Linked DNA regions of Macaca mulatta: region 2 is linked to region 1. A link is a contact called in public Hi-C data. All regions are on one chromosome and are shown on one strand. The core of a region is the stretch at or near the end of the contact, and the rest is flanking DNA. Distances in the headings are between cores, read along the strand shown. Region 1 holds the start of ENAH (ENAH actin regulator). Region 2 holds the start of SRP9 (signal recognition particle 9).

The links. Hi-C and Micro-C count contacts between places; a contact is called where the count stands out from the background.
Region 2: a Hi-C map of fetal cortex germinal zone shows a contact between it and region 1, with 2.4 times the contacts expected there. The contact joins the promoter of SRP9 here to the promoter of ENAH in region 1. A contact is called at or near these places in 2 of 14 Hi-C or Micro-C datasets (fetal cortex germinal zone and fetal cortical plate).

The regions. Positions count from the first base shown.
Region 1 is chr1:83,381,768-83,386,817 of T2T-MMU8v2.0, forward strand. It overlaps ENAH (ENAH actin regulator), which reads right to left and starts at 3,292. Exons shown (of 13, transcript XM_077938675.1): 1 at 2,859-3,292. The coding sequence starts at 2,863.
Region 2 is chr1:83,508,110-83,512,934 of T2T-MMU8v2.0, forward strand. SRP9 (signal recognition particle 9) reads left to right here and starts at 3,459. Exons shown (of 3, transcript XM_015115259.2): 1 at 3,459-3,645. The coding sequence starts at 3,574. It overlaps LOC106993394 (a long non-coding RNA gene), which reads right to left and starts at 3,914. Exons shown (of 4, transcript XR_001439623.3): 1 at 2,745-3,914.

The DNA of each region.
Region 1 (5,050 bases), core at 2,042-4,541:
TCATCTGAGAGATATCACTAATATTTATACCATAATGTATTTATCATATCCTCTGTTCAAGATTCTGACCCACTTAATTGGAAATTCCTGTTCACGCATTCCTATTTCTAGGTGGCCTTTGAAACATCAGAAATACTTAATATAACCAAAAAGGACTCAACTTAAAAGACTAACATTTATGTCCCACAGGCCTTGAAAACATGAAGACTAAGCATATATTAATACAACCTGAAAAGCACTTTCTTAAGCACCAAAATATTCCAAAGAATATTTCAAAGACTTTTTTGCAAGCAGCACAAGAACGTTCTATCTCATACCAATCTCACTTTTACAGGTATCTAAGCATTCTAAGCACTACCTAACCACCTACCAAATAATCCAGTTCCTTCCAAAGTGAAAAGCTGACCCTCTTTCCTGCTCTTACTCAAAATTAGTGTATAAAGAATTACGGTAGACTGCTTAAATAAACTTTTCAGACCTGTGTACCAAGTTCTATATTTACGTTACTGGAAAACATCAGTGTGGTTCCTCTCTCTCTACACTTCACAAGGAACAGAGCAAGAAAAGAGCTTAAAAAACAGAAGTTACTTTTTATTAGAAAAGGAATTTTCAAGTGAAGACATAATTTACCTGTGACAGACTGACATCTATACATGACAGTGATTAAACTTTACTGAATACCCAAAACGGCAACTTTTTTTAGTTCACAATCTTTGAATTACACAACTATACCTGTTTTTATTTAAAAATAACCCACTTTTGGCCAGGCACGGTGGCTCACGCCTGTAATCCCAGCACTTTGGGAGGCCGAAGCGGGTGGATCACAAGGTCCAGAGATGGAGACCATCCTGGCTAACAAGGTGAAACCCTGTCTCTACTAAAAATACAAAAAATCAGCCGGGCATGGTGACACGCGCCTGTAATCCCAGCTACTTGGGAGGCTGAGGCAGGAGAATCGCTTGAACCCGGAGGCGGAGGTTGCAGTGAGCCAAGATCGCACCACTGCACTCCATGGGCGACAGAGCAAGACTGTATCTTTAAAAAAAAAAAAAAAAAAAAAAACTTTCACTGTTTTATATTTCTCAATGTTAAGCTAAGTTTACCCAAAGTTTGAAACAACTGATAACTTCTGGTCTGTAAGATCCCTACGGCATTAGATCTCTAAAACAGAAACCAACAACATATAATATTACAAGATACAACAATATGTATATTATAGTTCCTGAGTTTTCAAGGACATCAGTAAAAAAAGTCATGCTCAAACATATGACTGAAAGTTTTCAAGCCATATTTTACAAAGACTGTTTTTTGGTTTGTATGCTATAACTACTATTTAAACTGATCGCTTATATTTGAAAATAACTTGTGCGAAATCATCAAGGGAAAAGGGGTCAGTCACCTAGAGACACAACATTAAACTCACTCTTTAAGGCCATCATAAATACAGGTAACTTGGAATCAGAGAAAAAAATTCAAATTCACAGTAAGCGAAAGTGAAAATTCAACACAGATATATCACAAAATATATACATACAAAAGCCAAATGGAAACACGCTCAACCTTGATAGAAAAAAAATGAAAAGCAAAGTTTAAAATGGAAACCACCGAAATTGAGAAAGAATTCCAATGACATGACATTTTCTTGCCAAAGCGAAGGAATTTGTCGATTATATCATTCAAATCTCATTGTATTACATTATAAAGGTCTTGGCAACGGTTGACCATTAATCTTTAACACAAAGGAGATTCAAATCCAAATGAACTGTAAGACTATCTCTTCCAGGAGAGAGAAATGGAGTAATTTACTTTATCCACAATTGTTTAACCCAAAAGGAAGGCCTTTAAGGATGATAACGCAGAATGGATCAGCCTTCAGTCTACCAAGTCCCATTTCTCACGAAGTCTTGCACCAATCCGAAAAGAGAAGGTTATGGACACAAAACAGGCTTAGGAAAGGCTGGAAGAAAAAAATCTCCAATGAATGACACACCACATCATGGTTTATTCTCCTACACAATTTGAGAAACAATAAAGAAAAATATCACACCATATGTTTCAACGTATCAATTAAAAAAATATTTTACGACAGTACATTCAATTCTCTTCTTCGGGGCCGCAAAAATAATTTAGCTCCTGTTTTACTGATTACAGAGCAAAGGGCAAAAGCAGCTGCTGCAATGCAACACAGGCTGCTACAGAGGAAGGGGAGAAAAGGCTTTTCCAAACAAATCCGTTCCCCGCCCCCGCTTACACACCCCTACCAACTTATCCCAGTCTTTTACTGCCCCCACCACGTGAACCTAATCAATTCTTTCCCTTCCCCCACCATCGTGAAATTTCACCTTTTACAGCTCCTTTACCCACCCCTACCAGAGGCACTTTATTACCCGCAGAGATTTCAGACCTTTCAAACTTTTCCTCCTTTTATAATTAAACACGAGAGTTCGGAGGCAAAAGTGCATGAAATTTTTACATATATACGAAAAAATACCTGTTTCCCAGCAACATGCACGCTTCGATTCTCGAACCCCTCCCCATCTCCCGGGTTTCGCTTGCAAAGGCTGGGGGGAGGGAGCCAGGCGCAAATTAAATTTAGGAAGGGAAATCCTGGGTGAAAGAAGAGCATTTGAGGAAAAATGAGAGAACGATGAAAGGAGACCCCCAAACCACAGGGGTTGGGGAGGTTTCCAAGAAAGAAAGAGAAATTGGAAGGGACAAAAGGGGGAGGGGGGAGAAACAGACCGGAGACCTGGGAGACGCGCCGGGCCAGCAGAGGGAAGGCGGGGTCCAAGGAGAACGAGGGTCGCGGCTCCCGCGGCACAATGGCCCGCCCGGCCCCCGCCCCGCGCGCCCCTCACCTCATGGTGCCGGCGGCGTAGAGGCTTCCCCACCAGCTGGGAGACGCGGAAGGCGCCGAGCCGAGGGGGTCTCTCCTCCAGGGGTGGGGAGCAGCTCGGAGACTGGAGACAAGTGTTCGGCTCCTCCTTCGGCGGCCAGGGGGCTACACCATCTCCTCGCACAATGCCGAGGCGCCGGCCCGGAGTGTGGGAGAAGAGGGTGAGAGAAAGGCTGGGGAGGGGGCGGAGAGGACGAGGCGCGGAGCGGGTCCCCAGGCGGCCGCCGCCTCCCACCTCCTCGTGGTCCTGCTCCTCCTCCCGGAGCTTCCTCGGCCGCCCTCGGAGGGGTGCCCGCCGGGGCCGCGCGCCCGGCCGCCGCTCCACAGGCCCGCGCCCGCCGCGCCGCCGCCGAGGCCGTGTGCAACCGGCAGCTGCTGCAGCCGCGGGAGGAGAGTCGGGATCGCCGCGAGGAGCCCGGGAGGAGGCGGGGCGCGCGGCGGAGGAACACGCAGGCGCCGCCCTCCTCGCCTCCTTCCCCCGGGGGCGAGGGGGCGGTGCGGGGGGAGGGGAGGAGAGGGGAGGAAAGGGGAGGCGGGGGGCCGGGCGCGCTCCCCCGCGCCGGCGGCCGGGCCCCCGCCGGACTGCGGAGAGCTGACTGGGCGGGAGCGAGCGCGGCGGCGGCGGCGACGACGAAGAGAGGCTCTTTGTTGCCTCCCTACCCCGCCCCCTGCAACCTCCTGGGATTCGGGCCGGCCCCCCCCCACCCCCACCCAAAACGTCCCGTCCGCTGTCGGCCGGGGTTCCTCGCCGGGGGGTTCCTTGCCCGGAGTTGTCCTTGACTGTCGGCCCCCTCCCCGTCGCCTCCCGCTCCCCAGAGGCTTGGGGAACTCCGGGGCCTCCCCCACGGCCGCGGTGCGGAGACCTAGGCGCCGAGACCTCCTAGGCGCCGGACCCGCAGGCACCGGCGTGGGGAGCTGGGACGCGTGACTGACTGGGTACAGGGCCGGGCCAGGATACTCCGGGTCGGCTCGCGGCCGAGTGCCTCGCGCGGGGCGAGTGCTCAGCCCGCCCTGTTGCGGTCTCAGGACTGGGACGAGGGAATCGGGGGGCATCCCGGTCAGCCCAACCGCCCGACCCCGCCGCGGCCGCGCCCAGCGATTCCTGCGGAGTTGAGGAGGGGCATATAAATGGAAAATATGGTCATCATTGTTCCCTTCGCTCCTTCCCGAGGAATCCCAGCGTGCTGCGCCGATGGAACAAGCTGATGTGCACACTAGGTATAGGGATGACTTCATCCCCAAACGAACGCAGCCGACTCTGGGGGAAACGCAGTCGCCGGAGACGCGCGCGGAACCGTGTGTTGCCGTAAGAGTGGAAGAAGAGAAACGCAGCCAGTGGAACCGCTTTCCAGCGTCATTAGCAGAGGGAATCCCGGGCAGGGGCGGGGAGAAAGAGGAACTAATGATAATTTTAAATCTTCCGTCATTCCCAATGGTCTTGAAGTCACCTCCCTTAAAAAGTAGATATAAAATACTGGCAAGGCAATTTCAAGTCAAGTCGGGGAGGAGGGCATCCAGGAAGCCAGAATTGATAGTTGTTGTTGAGGTTTTTTTGGTTTTTTTTTTTAATCTAAAAACAAATCCAATAATAAAAAATTTAACTGTACGAATTACAGCCCCCTTTTAGTCCCGAAGACAGGGATGTACTTTCTGTATAAAAGATGAGGATGAGAAAGGATTGTTGCTACAGGGATCCTGTTGCTGAAGGATCTCATCCAAAATGGAGGACCTGCCATGACTCCAGGAATCCGTTCAAAAGTTTCGGTGTTTTGTTTTAAGATGCAGGTACCATTCAAAAGATAGTTATAAAGGTTGGGATAATGTACACTTCCAAATGAAAAGACAAGTTATAGTGATCCACGGTCAATGCCTGACTTGCCTGTAATAGAACTGTGTAGCCCATTTTTAACCATAAAAAAGCTTCCTGGTTTCAGTCGGGTGCGGTGGCTCACACCTGTAATCCCAGCACTTTGGGAGGCTGAGGCGGGTGAATCATCTGAAGTCAGGAGTTCCAGACCACCCTGGCCAACATGGCAAGACCCTGTCTCTACTAAAAATACAAAAAAAAAAAAAAAAAGAAATAGCCGAGTGTGGTGGTGCACGCCTGTAATCCCAGCTACTGGGGAGGCTGAGTCAAGAGAATCACTTGAACCC
Region 2 (4,825 bases), core at 2,209-4,708, 130 kb after region 1:
AGTGTCACTTATTTTTCAGGTTTGGTTTCTTCATCACCTGTAAAGGAGAGTGGTACAGGACTATAATCCCTTGTCCGAAATCCTTGAGGCCACCCGTATTTCAGAATTCGCAGCCTTTTGGGTTCTAGAAAGGTGAAACAGTGCACATAAGGTATATTACATAATACCACCAGCAGATTCTGGGCCCCACCCTGGAACCAAACACACCAAGTGAAACAAATAAAGACTAAGCAACCTTACTTGAGGTCAGGTCGTTTTCTACTAATGGAGTTACCATGATACTTTTGTTTTCCAGAGCTTTTCAGATTTTTGCAATTGTAATGAGGCTCACGGACCACCCTGGCAGAGTTGTTTGAAAGCTCAAAGAAGATATGTGTGTGAAAATGAAGCAGAAAGAATAACCACAAAGGGTACAGAGGCCCTGATCTCCTTGACTGGGAATGAAAGAAATTTTTTCTTTTCTGACATTGTGCATGTGTGAGCAATTTATAAAGGACACTCTCTGATAGCCTTTCAGAAGCCACAGCAGGAAAGGAATAACCTAGTTTAAAGGATGCATTCGGCAGCCATTAAAAAAAAAAAAAGAATGAAATCATGTCCTTTGTAGCAACACAGATAGAGCTGGAGGCCATTATCCTAAGTGAACTACTGTAGAAACAGAAAACCAGATACAGCATGTTCTCACTGATAAGTGGGAGCTAAACAATGGGCACTCATATGGTTTGGCTCTGTGTCCTCACCCAAATCTCATGTTGAACTCTAATTCCCAGTGTTGGGGGAGGGACCTGGTGGGAGGTGATTGGATCATGGGGGTGGATTTCCCCCTTGCTGTTCTTGTGATAGTGAGTTCTCACAAGATCTAGTTGTTTAAAATTGTGTAGCACTTCCCCCTTCTCTCTCTCTCTCTCTCTCTCCTGCTGCCATGTGAAGAAGTGCTTGCTTCTAAGCCCTTGATTTGGCCCTTCTGCCATGATTGTTAAGTTTCCTGAGGCCTCTGCAGTCATGCCTTCTGTACAGCCTGCAGAACTGTGAGTTCAGTTAAACCTCTTTTCTTCATAAATTACCCAGTCTCAGGTAGTTCTTTATAACAGTATGAGAATGGATGAATACGGATACACATCAACATAAAGAGAGAAATAATGGACACTGGGGACTCCAAAAGGGGAGGGTGGGAAGATGGAAAGGGTTAAAAAAGTACTGATTGGGTACAATGTTTACTATTTGGGTGATGGGTACACTAGAAGCCTAATCCCCACCAGTATGCAATATACCCATGTAACAAACATGTACATGTACCCCCTGAACCTAAAATTAAATTTTTCAAAAAAGAATGCATTGTAGTGTGACTGGGGACATTCACATAATCAAGGGCAATTCCCATAACTTCTTCCTCATCTTGATTTCTCTGCCTCTGTAGAGGCTAAGGCTGGGCTACGCTTGGAGATGCTGGAACTCACAGTGATGGGGACCCTCACAATGGAAATCTGTTCTTTACTGTCATTCTCTCCATACTATGAGGCAGGGACTGGGCCTGTCTTGTTCACTGCTGGGTCTCTAATGCCTAGCCCAGCTCCTGGTGTTTGTCCAGGGTGGACATTTGTTTTATTTTTTGCTGAATTGAATTGAAACTGATCTCTTATGTTCCTTGTGACAATTGAATTGAAACTGATCTCTTATGTTCCTTGTGACAGAAGGCAAAGTTGGCATTGTCTTAACTTCCATTGTTTTCATCTTTAGGGAAAAACCCCTACACCTGGGGTCATTCTGCCCAACTCTGCTCTCTCTGCCTCTGCTCATTGCTCTTTATAGCTTCCCTCAAAACACACACACACACACACACACGCACACACACACACACACGCACACACACTTCTCATTAACTGAGGATTTGGGTCCCTGGCTCATAGCCTTCTCCTTCATCTTATTCCCTTTCTTACTCATACAAGACTTTAATTTTGTGTGGACAACCCAGCCTCACCAGTGACTATTGCTACTGTAAAATGTTAAACCCCAATATCCAATCTGACTAAAATTTCTTATTTCCTGTTATATTGAATTCAGATTTCCTTTAATTCTGGTTTCTTAGTTTCTCTCTTTTGACCCAATTAATTACCATCTATCTAGCATGGATCCCATAATTTATGAGTTCAGTCACTCTCTTACCAATACCTTTAACATTCTTAGTCCTTTGTTCTTCTTCCTCATGTACCCTATAAATCCCTAATATCCGTCTTTTCCAGTCCAAAACCCAAGCTTCTGGGTGTTGCTGGAGACAGACCCCAGTTGGGGCTATTCCCAGTTTCAGCTTATGATATGATCTCCAGTTTCAGCTTTCTACTCTACTTCACATACTGCTTTTGAGTTTCTTTCTTTCTTTTTTTTTTAGATGGAGTCTCGCTCTGTTGCCCAGGCTGGAGTGCAGTGGCCCAATCTCGGCTCACTGCAAGCTCCGCCTCCCAGGTTCACCCCATTCTCCTTCCTCAGCCTCCTGAGTAGCTGGGACCACAGGCGCCCGCCACCACGCCCGGCTAATTTTTTGCATTTTTAGTAGAGACGGGGTTTCACCGTGTTAGCCAGGATGGTCTCGATATCCTGACCTTGTGATCCACCCGCCTCGGTCTCCCAAAGTGCTGGGATTACAGGCGTGAGCAACCGCGCCCAGCCTGATTTTTCTATCTGTGTCCTTCTCTAAAAGTTATAAACATGCACAAAATCTTTCCATCTCAAAATATAATACTCTTTACCTGGTGTCCCCTTCAGGCCATCTTCTTTATTTTGTTTTCACTTTTGCGACAGTGTCTTGCTCTGATGCCCAAGCTGGGTGCGTAGCGCGATCATGGCTCACTGCAGCCTCGAACTCCTGGGCTCAAGCGATCCTCCTGCTTGGAGGATCAGATTTCTTATCCTTGCATAAGTGATTATATGGCTTCTTCCTCATCTCCTAAACACCAGTCATCTGACATACACTGCAGATCTAAAATGGGTCTACGCGTTCTGCTCTTCCTTGCCCACCTGTTGAGCTTGCGCCGCTTCTGTGAGCCTCCGCCCACCCACAAGTGATCGTTCTTCCTTTGCGCTTCACTAACCCGACATAAATGTTTATCATATAAAGTTTTCCGTTGCACTCTTGTGTTTATGTCTCCTGGCTTCTTCACCAAGCTGTGTGACAGCTAGGCCCTGTCGCCTCCTTCCTCGTATCTGCAGCGCCTATCGCAGTCGCTTAATCTTTGTTGAAGGAAGCTGCGGTTCACCCGAGTGCCGCGGGACGGACGCCGCTCATTCGGCCCTACAGGGGGTGCTGTGGCAGCCGGCATTGGTTGCCCTGCCCTCCACTTCTCTCGCTCAGCTCCCGAGCCACACGCCCTGGGCTCCGCCCACTCCCTGACAACATCCCTTCTGCCCATTGGGCGAACATGGACGGGGCTGTCCAATGGAGCGAGGCGTTGGTGCGAGGAGCCGCCGCCATCTTGGGGCTGCTGGGACTCGCGTCGGTTGGCGACTCCCGGACGTAGGTAGTTTGTTGGGCCGGGTTCTGAGGCGTTGGTTCTCTTTACTTTTCCACTTCAGGCCACGATGCCGCAGTACCAGACCTGGGAGGAGTTCAGCCGCGCTGCCGAAAAACTTTACCTCGCTGATCCTATGAAGGTAAATCGCTGGCGGGGCCGCTGCTTTGGGCCCCAGCCCAGGATATCTTCCCGCCATCCACTCGGCCGCTGGAGCTTCCCCAGCGCTCCCAGGAGGTGCTGGGAATGAACACAAATGGACTCTGCCAAGTTAATGTTCCGCTGTCTCGTCCCCTTCGTCCCTGATTAAAGCGGCCCAGTGAGGCCCTGAAACGGGCAACAGCCAGGTTCATCTCAGCCCTAAACATCTCTACAGTCGATCTTCCCCCGCCCCAGTCCCTCAACTTCCCTTAAGGCTTCGGTTGTTTTATGAGTCCCTGAAGCCAGGGCTCCTCCCCCTGCAGTTTCCTGTCCTTTGTCTTGGTTCACTTTTCCTGTACCGCCTAGGCGGTAAGGGTACCTTATGTATATGAAACTGATGATGTTTTTCTACTGCCGCTCAGACAGTCTTGAAAGCATCATTCTTGATTCCAATTTGAAAGCATCTGTACCCCTTCAGAATATTGGTTCTTAGTATTTTGGGAGTCACAGGCTTTGAGAACATAAGAATAATATTAGCACCTTTCCTCAGAAAAATGTACGTATACGTAAATGTTTGCAAACAATTTTAGGGGATTCATGGACCTCTGAAATACATTCTTAGCCCCTGCAAAAATTATAATGGAGGTGGATGTCGGAAGTTAGCTCGTTATTAAAAAGCAAAGGAGTCCAAGTGATGGGAGTTTAGCATTCGCATCTTTCCTTTCGTCTCTTGAGGTTTTGCTTATTTTATTGTCATGTCTGAAGAATTATATGAAGTATATTCGTGTTAATTAAAAGTTCTCCTTTTTAGAACTCAGCATATTGAAGGGATTTTATACTGGAAATCTCAGACCTGGTTATGTATGATGCTGCTTTTGTTTTCTGTCTGTTGTAACTCAATCATCTCTTTTGTGCTTCATTCATTCCCCACTCTCGTGTTACTGAACCCCAAGTTAAATTAGGTTCTGTGGGAGACACAAAGGTGAATGAGATGCCGTTGAACCCTTAAGGAGCTGGTGTTATTGGAGGGTATTAAAGATACAGTGTATTGTGACTATATCCCTCAGAGAAGAAAGAAAATGAAAAGGGGATGGATAATCTCAGAAAACTGGGGCTCAGGAATTTTTTTTTTTTTTTTTTCTTTTGAGACGGCATCTCGCACTGTCGCCCGGGCTGGAGTG